Regions from separate parts of the Gossypium hirsutum genome. Here region 1 is linked to region 2. A link is a contact called in public Hi-C data. All regions are on one chromosome and are shown on one strand. Each heading gives the region's core, a stretch centred on a gene start, on an enhancer-like site or on the middle of the called end of the contact. The rest is flanking DNA. Distances are from core to core; before and after follow the strand shown. Region 1 has its middle 9.5 kb from the start of LOC107962402. Region 2 overlaps LOC107926805 (putative lysine-specific demethylase JMJ16).

Region 1 (5,692 bases), core at 1,823-4,322, 160 kb after region 2:
TTATTTATTTATTTTTGTAATTCCTCCCGGTGAATTAATTCATGACATCAACATGGTGAAAATTGTTATATATATATATACACGTGTGTGTGTTAGACTATTGAGACCTACAAAAATAAAACCTACTTAAAATTATAAAATTAGTAGAAAGCATCAAGTAGGATCATTCTAAAGAGACCGATGATAATGTTTCTAAGTTTCTTGCCAATTTTTGCATCAAACTTTCATGCCATTTTTGGATGCCTTCCTAACATTTTTGGGCTTGATTCGTAAAATAATTATATTTATATCTTTAAATTCCTTTTGAATTGGTATATTATAGGCTCAAAATAGAGTTCTGTAGCTCAAGTTCTAGCCAAAATATTGAACTTGTACTGTTTTTTTTTAAATTTAACACCCCATATCCCCGACCCGATTGCCAGGTTTGAGCTACAGGATACCAAATTCATTTCCGGAGCAATTACAATCAATTACAATTCAATTTAGCCGTTTATACATACTAACAAGTTTAAAACATTATTAACACCAACTATATAATCAATTTCAAGATTAAAACGAACTTACAAAAGCTCTTTTAATAATCCGAGATCGTTTAAGGAATAAAATGCAAAAAGTGTGATTTCAATGTACATCCTAAATGTATGCCACTACCGTCTAGTTTTAAGCATAAACGTCACTTGCATCCACTTACACTTGTAAGTCCCTTTGCTGAAGATGATTCGGGAGATTATTTTTGCGATATGTGTGAGACAGAAAGGAATCCAAAAATCCATGTGTCGAAACCCCTTTTTTATTTTAAAAAACAATGGGAATCGACTTTTAAAACCGAGTGTGGAGTCGCCACCAATCTCTTGATTTAGATGTGATTGGACCACCTATTAAAATGCTTTGTTCAATGAAAAATAAATTTGGTTTAGGAGTAATAAAGAAAAACGGGTTCGGGAGTCGGTTACGCATGAGGAAGGGTTAGCACCCTCATTACGCCCAAAAAACTGGTACCAAATTGATTTGATGCTGTCCTTAGATTAAAAAATATTTTTCGAAGTAAATAAAAAAAATTTTAATAGCTCAAATTAGCTGTCAAAAATTTCCCGTTCCGAAGATATGCAATTTCATACCCAGTACGATTGGATACGATTACTTATACCTTTAAGATACGATCGATTTTCGAATTTTTTTAAAAAAACTTATGCATTAAAAGTATAAAAGGTTATCTAAATATTTGGTTCGTCGGAAAAGTCATACCCAGTACGATTGAGCATAATTTTTCCGAATTCCCCAAATATTAGATATTGCCTTATTTCAAAAACTTTAAATAATTGAAATTTAGAAATTTGCTCAAAAAACATGTTTATTCATTTAAAAATTAATGAAATATTTAATGCATTATAAAAAATAAAAAAAATATGAAATAATATACTCGAAATACAATAAACCTTGCTTAATATGTCTAACATTCATTCTAGGTATAATGTAATAAAAAATTCTTTAAGCATGGATAATGAATAATAAAAAAAATAGTATACATGATCATAACACAAAATAAAATGATGTACAAAAATATGTATGAAACAAAATGAAGGATTAATGGTCATATAATATATCTAAGTTGACACATTTGCATAAAACTTGGGATATATGTTTATTGAAATAATTATTATAAATTTCAAAGTTCAAATCAAATCATGCACAAAATATTTAAAACATAAATTTATTCAAAAATTGAGAATTCACAAGATAATTTAAATAATATATTAAATATGAAGGAATAACAATATATGATATAAAATAATATACAAAGTCAATTTATGAAACCTTTGTATTGATAAAAAATAAAACTAATAAAAAAATGAAGTAAATATATAAGTTATATAAGTAAATATATATATATAAATAATATGAAATACAATAAATTATATGATTTAAAAGGGTTCTTAAAAATATTATACACATAAATAATTTTAAGAGAGGATGTATATATACATAGAAAAAATATTTACACAAAATTATATGAAATTAATAACATGTACCATAGTAAAAATAATTTAATATGTACCATATACATGTAAAAATGCTAGAAATAATTATAGGTCAAAATATCATTTAATTAAAATATGAATTATAGAATTAAACATAACTTATATACGTAATAATTTTAAAAACACAATTATATGAGTTTACTACAAAAAATATATATATGTATAAAAATATCTTGGCTTTAATAATGAATACAAATTAAATATATGCTCTAAATATATGTTTAATAATAACTTAAATAATACACAAAATATGATGGATTTTTTTAAAAAGAAGAAAGATATGTAAATAAATCTAAAAGAAATTATATGCATAAAAATACTAATATTTAAAAAGGTATTTAAATTATGTATATCAATAATTTTCGTACATGTATAGTTAAAATTTAGTTAATGTATATAACATGCGATTTTATTTAAAAAAACAAATACTAATAACATCAATATGTGAAAAAATAGTTAATTTTAATGTTAATAATGTTCATGGAATAAAACCAAGTATTATGAGGTATATACATGTATAATAACACATAAAATAATGTACAACAATATGGAAATTCAAGTATCCCAAATTACAACAAATAAGTAACCAACAATACAAATAATACCATTAATATTAACATTACAAACGATATAAACAGTAACAAATAAAAAACGAAAATAAAACAAGGATGAATATACAACATTAATAAAAAGACTGAAAATATATAAGTGAATAAACCCAAATTTATAACATAAATCTAATAAAATACTTAATCGAAATTAAAGTAAAATAAAAAGAAAATTTACAAAATAAGTAAAACTATTAAAGGAGACACATATATAACACACATGAATTTACAGGGATCAATATTGAAATAATCCCTGATCTTGAAACATTGTGTTGAAATGTGGACTAAAACATAAAAGTATTTCAAATTTTAGGGATAATTTAAAAGAGAATAAAGCAGATTAAACGCAGATGGGAGCAGATTGCGCCGCGGTACAAGGAGGAGGGACCTTCCGCGAAAATATACCATTCCAGGCGCAAAGGCACAAATTCGGGGCTCTAGGCGGGTTAACGCGCGGACCCTCCCCCCTGTGCGGCGTCGTTTTAGGCCTGCTGCTAACCCCCTCTTTTTGAATCATTTTTTAACCTAAAACATAATTCCTTCCCCTTTTGAAATGAATCATGCTATCAGCCCATTATTTTAGGGTTTCCTTTAGCATACCGCCTCCAACAATAGAACTTCCAGAATCCAGAAACCAGTTTGCGGCCTCAAGATCATTCCTCATACTTCGATCTCAACGAAGCAAAGAAGAATCCGTGGCGAATTTGAAAAAGTAAGATCCCCTTTTCGTTTCTTTTTTTATTTTGAAATACAATATCGAAAGATTGAGAAAAAAATGAAAAGATTCAACGAAAAATACTAAAAGCCAGTAAAAAAAACTGAAAATCACGTTTATAAACTTGCTTTCGAAATACCTTTTTTCAGAATTTAGTGTGCATATGTAGATGTATATTCTGTGTGCATAAAAATCTCTGGAGTACAAAAATGAGGCTTTTTATAGCCTGGATTTACAGAATAAAGTAAAAAAATGAAATTCTATGTTCATCGCTGTCATCTTCTGTAAATTCTGTTATCTCTCTTCTCGTGTATTCTTTGCGGGAACGGCCGTACGGAGGAGCCCCCCTGGTGACGTGGAGGCTGAGCGTGGAAATTTCTCGTGAGAAGCTAACCTTTTGGTGTCCTTCTGGCTTACTCTAGAAGCTTCTAGCATTCTCAGGAAATTGAAATAATTCTAGGTGCATTGGGCCTCGGGTTTTGGGGTTATTTAGGCTAATTTTTATTGGGTTTTGGAAATATACAATTTGGGCCAGACATTATGTAATTGGGCTAAAAAGTTTTGGGGTATTTGGTTAGAAAATGGGTTTATTAGAATTGGGTTTTGGGCCATGGGTTATTTAGTGTTTTGTAAATGGATTTTTTTTTGAACTATTTAGTCTTGGACTTTTATTCATTTATTTGGGTTTATTTATTTGCAAATAAATTAAATGGGCCCGGACAAAATTGGTTGACTACACCATGTTTATTATTACGCAGAATGCAATTATATTGCATATATTCATTGTTTCCTTTCCGAGGTAAGACAACTGTAATAGCTAAAATAGTAGTCGTTTAACTCACAATAGAAATGTGCGTGGTAAAAAAATGGCACATGTATAATTACTAAGTTTTAAACCAAAACAAAACCGATGTTATTCACTATCCTAAACTTATTACGAAGGTTTTGTTGTATTTGGTACAAGTATGAAACTAAACATTTGTGCTTAGGTACTTGAGCCTCCGAAAAAGATGCATTTAGATCCTCAAAGAAAAGAGAATTTTGACGATGGAAGTTTGGGATTGGAGATGGTTAGTATCTATGTAATAATTTATTATTTTAGTTCTCAAAGATTATTAATATACTAATCATATCACAATTTGACAATGTGTAGAATTGAAATAATATATTTAAAATTCCAAAATGAAAGCGGAGAAACAATAAATTATCCTTATCTCTAACAATTCCTTTTTTTTTTCTCGGATACTAAGTGTTTCTTTTCATCCTCACCCATTGATACGAAATGATGATTATGAAGAAGAAACAATATTTATGTGTGACAGATGTGAAGAACTATGTATTGGTTCACGTTATAGCTGTAAACTTTGTTCATTCAACCTTGACAACAAATGTGCTACTTCAAAAGATGAAACCCAAAAAGTGAGAAAAGTCAAAACCATATTCAACCATTTTAGTCACCCCCATCTAATTACACAATGCAAGATCGGCATTTTACAAACAGAGCCAAACTTTGATTTGACTTGCATGGCACGTAGACAACGCCTTTGCGGTATAATATATGCTTGCACTTATTGTTTAAGATTCTTTCTACACGAATTTTGTCTCAAGCACATACCGAAGGAAGTTCAGAGCTCGTTCCATCCACAACATCCTCTTCCCATATTTCCATTCCAATCTGAGTGGAGACCTCCATGCAAAGCCTGCAATGAAGACGTTGAAGGCATGCTGTTCTTTTGTGTAGCATGCAATTTCCCAATGCACTATTCATGCGCTAAGTATCAATTTCGTGAGATAAAACATAATTGCCATGCCGATCACCATCTTCTACATTTGGGGAAAGGTTTTTTCGGTGATGAATCTCCCCAATGTGATTCATGTGGTGAAGCTTGTAAGGACACGTTGTTCAGCTGCCTCAAGTGTATGTTTTATATACATCTTGAATGCATTTCACTACCTTCCGTCGTCAAGAACAAACGTCATTTGCATCCACTTGTACTCACAACTTTAGTGATTGAAGATAATTATGAAGAATACTATTGTGATACATGTGAAACAAAAAGAAACCCAGAGCATGACATGCATTTATTCTTGCAAAGAATGCAACCATGTTTCACATATTGACTGTGTGGTATCGGAGGTAAGTGCTAATTTTTACATCTGTTTCATAATTAAAAGAAATAAAGTTTTTTCTTAGCATGTTATAAAGCCTAAAAGTAAAATTTGATATATGTTTATTATTTAGTTTGAACCTCCAAAGAGATACGTCAGTGTCTAATTCCACATCCAAGAAAAAGTGATGGGTGACATTAATGGAAAATAATTCCTTGAAC
Region 2 (5,456 bases), core at 2,209-4,708:
ATGCTTATATGACCTTGGGTTGATTTTGACCCGCTTTATATATTTTTATTGCCCACAGGCACGTGTTGAGATGGAACGTCTAAGCAGGGAATATTTTTGCAGTTCCTCTCATACTGCTAAAATGGAGAGCAATTTTGATGCTACCAGTGAGCGAGAATGCAGTATATGTTTTTTTGATTTGCACCTTTCTGCAGCAGGTTGTCATTGCTCCCCTGATAGATATGCATGCCTGAATCATGCAAAGCAGTTCTGCTCATGTGCTAGAGGTTCCAAAATTTTCCTATTTCGATATGATATAAATGAGTTAAATATCCTTGTTGAAGCAGTGGAAGGAAAACTAAGTGCAATATATAGGTGGGCAAGACTAGATCTTGGGCTGGCTCTGAGTTCATATGTAACCAAGGACAATATAGGTGGTAGGTTATCCCATGCATTGGAAGGAGTACATAAAGAAGTTCCTCAACCATCAGTAATTTCCTCCAGAGAATTACCAGGAGAAGATATGTCGAAAAAGAAACCCTTGATATTAGCTCAAATTTCTGCTCAGATGTTATTGCTACAAAGAAATAAACAATCAGAGGCTACTTTACCATCAAAAGATCCAAATTCTAAGTTGAAGAAAGGGGAATCCGTTCTTTCTGCTTTAAACTTGAGCATACCTGGAACCCAAACTGCCATGACAAGTGGAGTGAAGAAGCCTTCATCTCCAGCAGTCGTTAATACTATTCTTCTTAGTGATGATGAAGGTGATGAAATAGAGAAACCAGTTTCGGAAATACCAAAAGAACATTCTATCAAAGAGCATCCAGAAGCCTCAGTGAGGGTGGCACCATCTGGTGAAAAAGCAAGCACATGTAATTACAAGAATAAGGCTATCTTAACTACCCCTCTAACTGATGCTCCATTTACGAATCAAAAGGATGCCAATTCCCCTGATGTACAAAGAAATAATCATTCATCTCATTATTCGGAAGTGAAAGATGAGCATTCTGGAAATGGAATCACATTGCTAGGATCTAGTCGCCAGAATGATTTTTGCCATTTAGAATCTGCCACTGCAGAATCTGGTAGAAATGTTCAGGATTCTTCTAATACCATAGAGATGGATAATAACAAGAATAATCTGTTCACTGGTGAAAGCAGCCTTCAGCATCTGGTGCCTTGGGGAAGTGAAAAAGTTGACAAGGATAAGCATGAGAAGATGGGAGCCGTTGCCTCTGCAAATTTAGTTGACAACACAAGAACTAATGTAGGTGGGCCGTCTTGCTCTCAAAATAATGTTGACAGAAATGTCCGGCAGAAAGGTCCTCGCATTGCTAAGGTAGTGCGTAGGATCAACTGTAATGTTGAGCCTCTGGAATTTGGAGTTGTGCTCTCTGGGAAATTATGGTGTAACAGCCAGGCCATTTTCCCAAAAGGTTAGTTGCATTGGTGTTTACTAAGGCTGATGCATGTCAATATGCTAAGTATACTAGCTAGATGTATTCACTCGGTTATTCTAATCAATGCAGGATTTAAGAGCCGGGTTAGGTATATTAGTGTTTTAGATCCAACAAATATGGCATACTATGTCTCAGAAATTTTGGATGCGGAGAGGGATGGACCTCTGTTCATGGTAATTGAAAATTTTATGGTATCAATTATGTTTTTGTACCACTATCTTATTAATTGGACATTTTTATCTCTTACCTGAAAAAATGTTAAGTGTTTTTACTACATTTTTATCTCTTACCTGAAAATGTTGTTCTTACTCATATGCCTTCATGATTTTGGGAACTCATAGTAGACACGGACAGATTTATCTTCGTTCCTGAATTATTTGTCTCTGATGTTCATTGTGTTGATCTTTGCAGAGAGCAAGAAAGTAGCTTATGTATGCAATGTATCTTAATGATATTTGATTGTTAGGCAGAATTGACTGAATCTTGCCATCTGATCTATAGGAAACAAATCACTCCTCTTGTTCTCTAGCAGACTTGATTGTTTTAGATAATAGTATAATTTTCTAAACAAATACCATTTGGAGTGCTTGCTGTCATCTTTTCATCTGATGAATTTTAACTTCTATTTTAAAAGTTATCTTCCAACTTAGTTTTGAATTTCATCTTTGGTTAGAGCAAAGTGGGCAAATAATGACCAGAAATGTATTGTTCTTTAAGCATGCATGGCCTTAAATGTTGATTTGGTTTCAGGTATCTGTGGAGCACTGTCCCAGTGAAGTATTTGTTCATGTTTCAGCTGCCAGATGCTGGGAGATGGTGAGGGAGAAAGTTAATCAAGAGATAACGAAACAACATAGACTAGGAAGGACCAACCTCCCACCATTGCAGCCTCCTGGTAGCCTTGATGGGTTTGAGATGTTTGGTTTTTCTTCACCAGAAATTGTGCAGGTAAATTAGTTTTTACATTATTATATGAAAAATGTTGGTCAACTAGGTTATTTTAACTGTTTCTCCCCTCTCCCTTTATGCATTGACTATTATTAATGGCTTAACAGTTTGATTTTATGGTAAATGCTTAACTCTGACATTTGAAGTAAAGACTCATTTCTCGTATGGTTTAAACATAAACCAGGCCGTTGAGGCAATGGATCGCAATCGAGTTTGTATGGAGTATTGGGACTCTCGGCCTTACTCTCGGCCTCAAGTGCAGTTCCTACAACATTCTCATACCCCTAGTAATGGTGTCAACTTGCTTAGAACATCTGGGGAACAAAATAATGCAGGGGCTCCTCAGAACAAATGCCTGCCCAGTGAAGTTGACACACTACTAGGTTTATTCAAGAAGGCAAGCTCTGAAGAATTAAGCTCACTTTGTAGCATATTAAGTGACAAAAGGTCTCCCGAGGATGTAGACCGTGTGGCTCAACTCCTTAAGGAGGAGATTCGCAGTCGTCGACCTACATGATTGAAAATTTTTTTTTGGTGATTCGGATTCAAAATTCGAGTCGATATATCCCACATTTTTCGTCACTGTAAATATCAATATCCTGCCTTCACACTGCACGTACAGCCTCCATTCAACCCACCATTCTTTCAGGTAAGAAGAGTGATAAGAGTAGGTTATTTTCCGGTGGGATTTTTGCATACTGACTGATTTTTGTAGCATAAGAAAGAAAAATGCCTTCTGAAAGTTCAACTGGTCGATTTTCGAAACCATCTAATGTCATGTTGGCCTCCAATCTTCAGCGGCTACCACAATCTGCAATTCTGCATTTCCACTTAAAACCATTTTAATTTCACTTATTTTCATTAAAAAAAGGTTAAATATGGGCCAAAGGATCAGTCTGTATACAGTTCTGATATAAGGAAAAAATATAATTATTGTATTTCTCACTAAAGTTATTTTAGTTTTACATTAGATCATGTCTACCTTTTTTTCAAACCAATCTGCAGAATGTGTCACGGTCTGCCTAAGTAGGGCCATTCTTGGTGCTACAAGTCCGAAATGGTGTGCGTGCAAGAATGAGTTGGGGGGCTGCCGGAATGTTTCGGGATACCCCAGAAGTGTTGACCTAGTCAATTGAGGTGAGAGGCTAAGTTGCATGAGGATCAAACACCTTACCAAATCCTTTTTAAACGTTTCCTGGTCTTTTGTTTCTCTCACTCCTCTTTTCTTGTTTCATTCTTTCGTTCTCTTTTCAACTCCTTGCAATTGTAGCGTCTTTCTAACATATTCTTCTATAGAAATCACAACCTACCGATGCACGTAGACTCTGTAATATCCCAAATTTTCAATACAACATTTGGTATCGTTGAAAATAAGTTAGCTAAAAGAGAGATCAAGGAATTAATTTCATATTTGAGATGGAAAGAGTTGCAATTTTGTCAAATTGAGAAAATGCGAATTAATAATGATTATTTGACATGGGAACGATATGGAATATGTAGTGATAGGATGAGGATCACATTTGAACTAAATTGGATAAGATTTGAAAGTAAAAGGATCAAATAATAATTTTACCGTGAAGAGAAAATAAGTTTAATTTTTATTATTGTGGACTTATGTTAAAGAATAATTATGGTTTATGAAGTTTGGATATATTACGTATTAAATTTAATGTCAACAAAAAGTGGTAAGAAACTGTTGAAGTGTAAAATTTTCGTATAAGGGTATTTTAGTTATTTCACATTAGATTTATGTTTTAGAAATATTTTAAGTGGAGATATTATATGGTTGGGATCAAATTTGTGCCATTGGATGTGTTGATAACATGGTGAGTAAATGTGGATTACACAAATTTTATTTGGACTCTGACCAACTTTGACTTGAATTATTTTTAGGGTTAAAAAAAAAATCCTTTCGCCTCTACAAGTTGACCTCCTCTCTTGTGAAATGGAAAATTTCCCTTCTCTTTTTCTTGCTTTTTCTCAAAATCAAGTTAATTTTCAACACCCAAATTTTGATTTCTGGTTAAAGTCACTTAGAAAATCACTTCCTAAACTCATTTCCACTGTATCTTTTTCATCCAAGTTCAATGTTTCATGAATTTAATGAGAGAAAATTGAAAATAGTGAAAAGAAACTTCAAATAAGATAAGAAATTATGTTTCTATCATTCCTACTTTCTACATTTGGGATTTTTGTTGTCAGAAAGCTAATAAGCTTGAGTATTGATATTTTGTTGTATTTTTTAATTTTTGAGAAAAAAATTCATAAATATAAAGATAATACATTTCAACGCACTTGAATTCATATATTCCTATATTGGTAACAATGCCCATGCTAATCGAGCTAAGAATCAATCGACACTAACTTTATCTTTGATACCATAAATATATGTTTGGATAAATTGTGAAATGAATGATTAAAAGTATTATGTGTGCTAATATATGATAAAGTCTGTCTTGATATGTTAAGAAAATTTGAAAGAAACTAATAATATTAATGAAATTTTTCCTTTTTTTTAATGGTAGTGAGTTCTATCTTGAAACATATAAAAATGAAATTGTGATATATTTTGAGAATTTAAGTGTTATAACATGATTCTTGCTTGGAATAAAAATATAGTTAATATGTTATAAAAAAGTAAATAGTCATAATGTGAAATTGAAACTAGGCTAAGAGAAAGAGTGATATGATAGGGCAAAGATTAATATGAGATATGAAATTGATAAGGTAATGAAATTGCTTAATAAGCATTGGTATTCAAAATTATATGAGATAATTGTCTAATAAAGTGCGTTATGGTGACATTGTCACCTAATGATCAAATGAGAATGTGAATTAAGAAATAGGAATAACTTGAGTCATGAGATAATTTGTTAAGTGCACATGTAAACACATGAAGCCATATATGATGATATAGGTTACTTAGGTGACAATGTGATAATGTGGATGAGTATGAGTGACATTTAGGTGTAAACAAACATCAAAATGTGATATGTGTGAAATATAAGCTCTATTGGGTGATTTGGAAACCATGAAAACATATTATGTTATGCAAGTATATGAACT

What was found. Hi-C and Micro-C count contacts between places; a contact is called where the count stands out from the background.
Region 1: a Hi-C map of leaf shows a contact between it and region 2, with 3 times the contacts expected there. The contact joins two enhancer-like sites. A contact is called at or near these places in 4 of 34 Hi-C or Micro-C datasets (hypocotyl and leaf).

The regions. Positions count from the first base shown.
Region 1 is chrA11:106,977,454-106,983,145 of Gossypium_hirsutum_v2.1, forward strand. No RefSeq gene overlaps it. Among protein-coding and RNA genes, the nearest start is that of LOC107962402, 9.5 kb to the left of the region's middle. Within about 2 kb of position 3,073, at least 9 of the 9 cell types and tissues checked have an H3K27ac peak or open chromatin away from gene starts, as enhancers often do. A contact at or near this core is called in leaf, where this site is marked.
Region 2 is chrA11:106,821,068-106,826,523 of Gossypium_hirsutum_v2.1, forward strand. LOC107926805 (putative lysine-specific demethylase JMJ16) reads left to right here. Exons shown (of 14, transcript XR_005904985.1): 10 at 59-1,418; 11 at 1,512-1,615; 12 at 2,193-2,390; 13 at 2,575-3,039; 14 at 3,396-3,805. Among protein-coding and RNA genes, the nearest start is that of LOC107926805, 11 kb to the left of the region's middle. Within about 2 kb of position 3,459, at least 4 of the 9 cell types and tissues checked have an H3K27ac peak or open chromatin away from gene starts, as enhancers often do. A contact at or near this core is called in leaf, where this site is marked.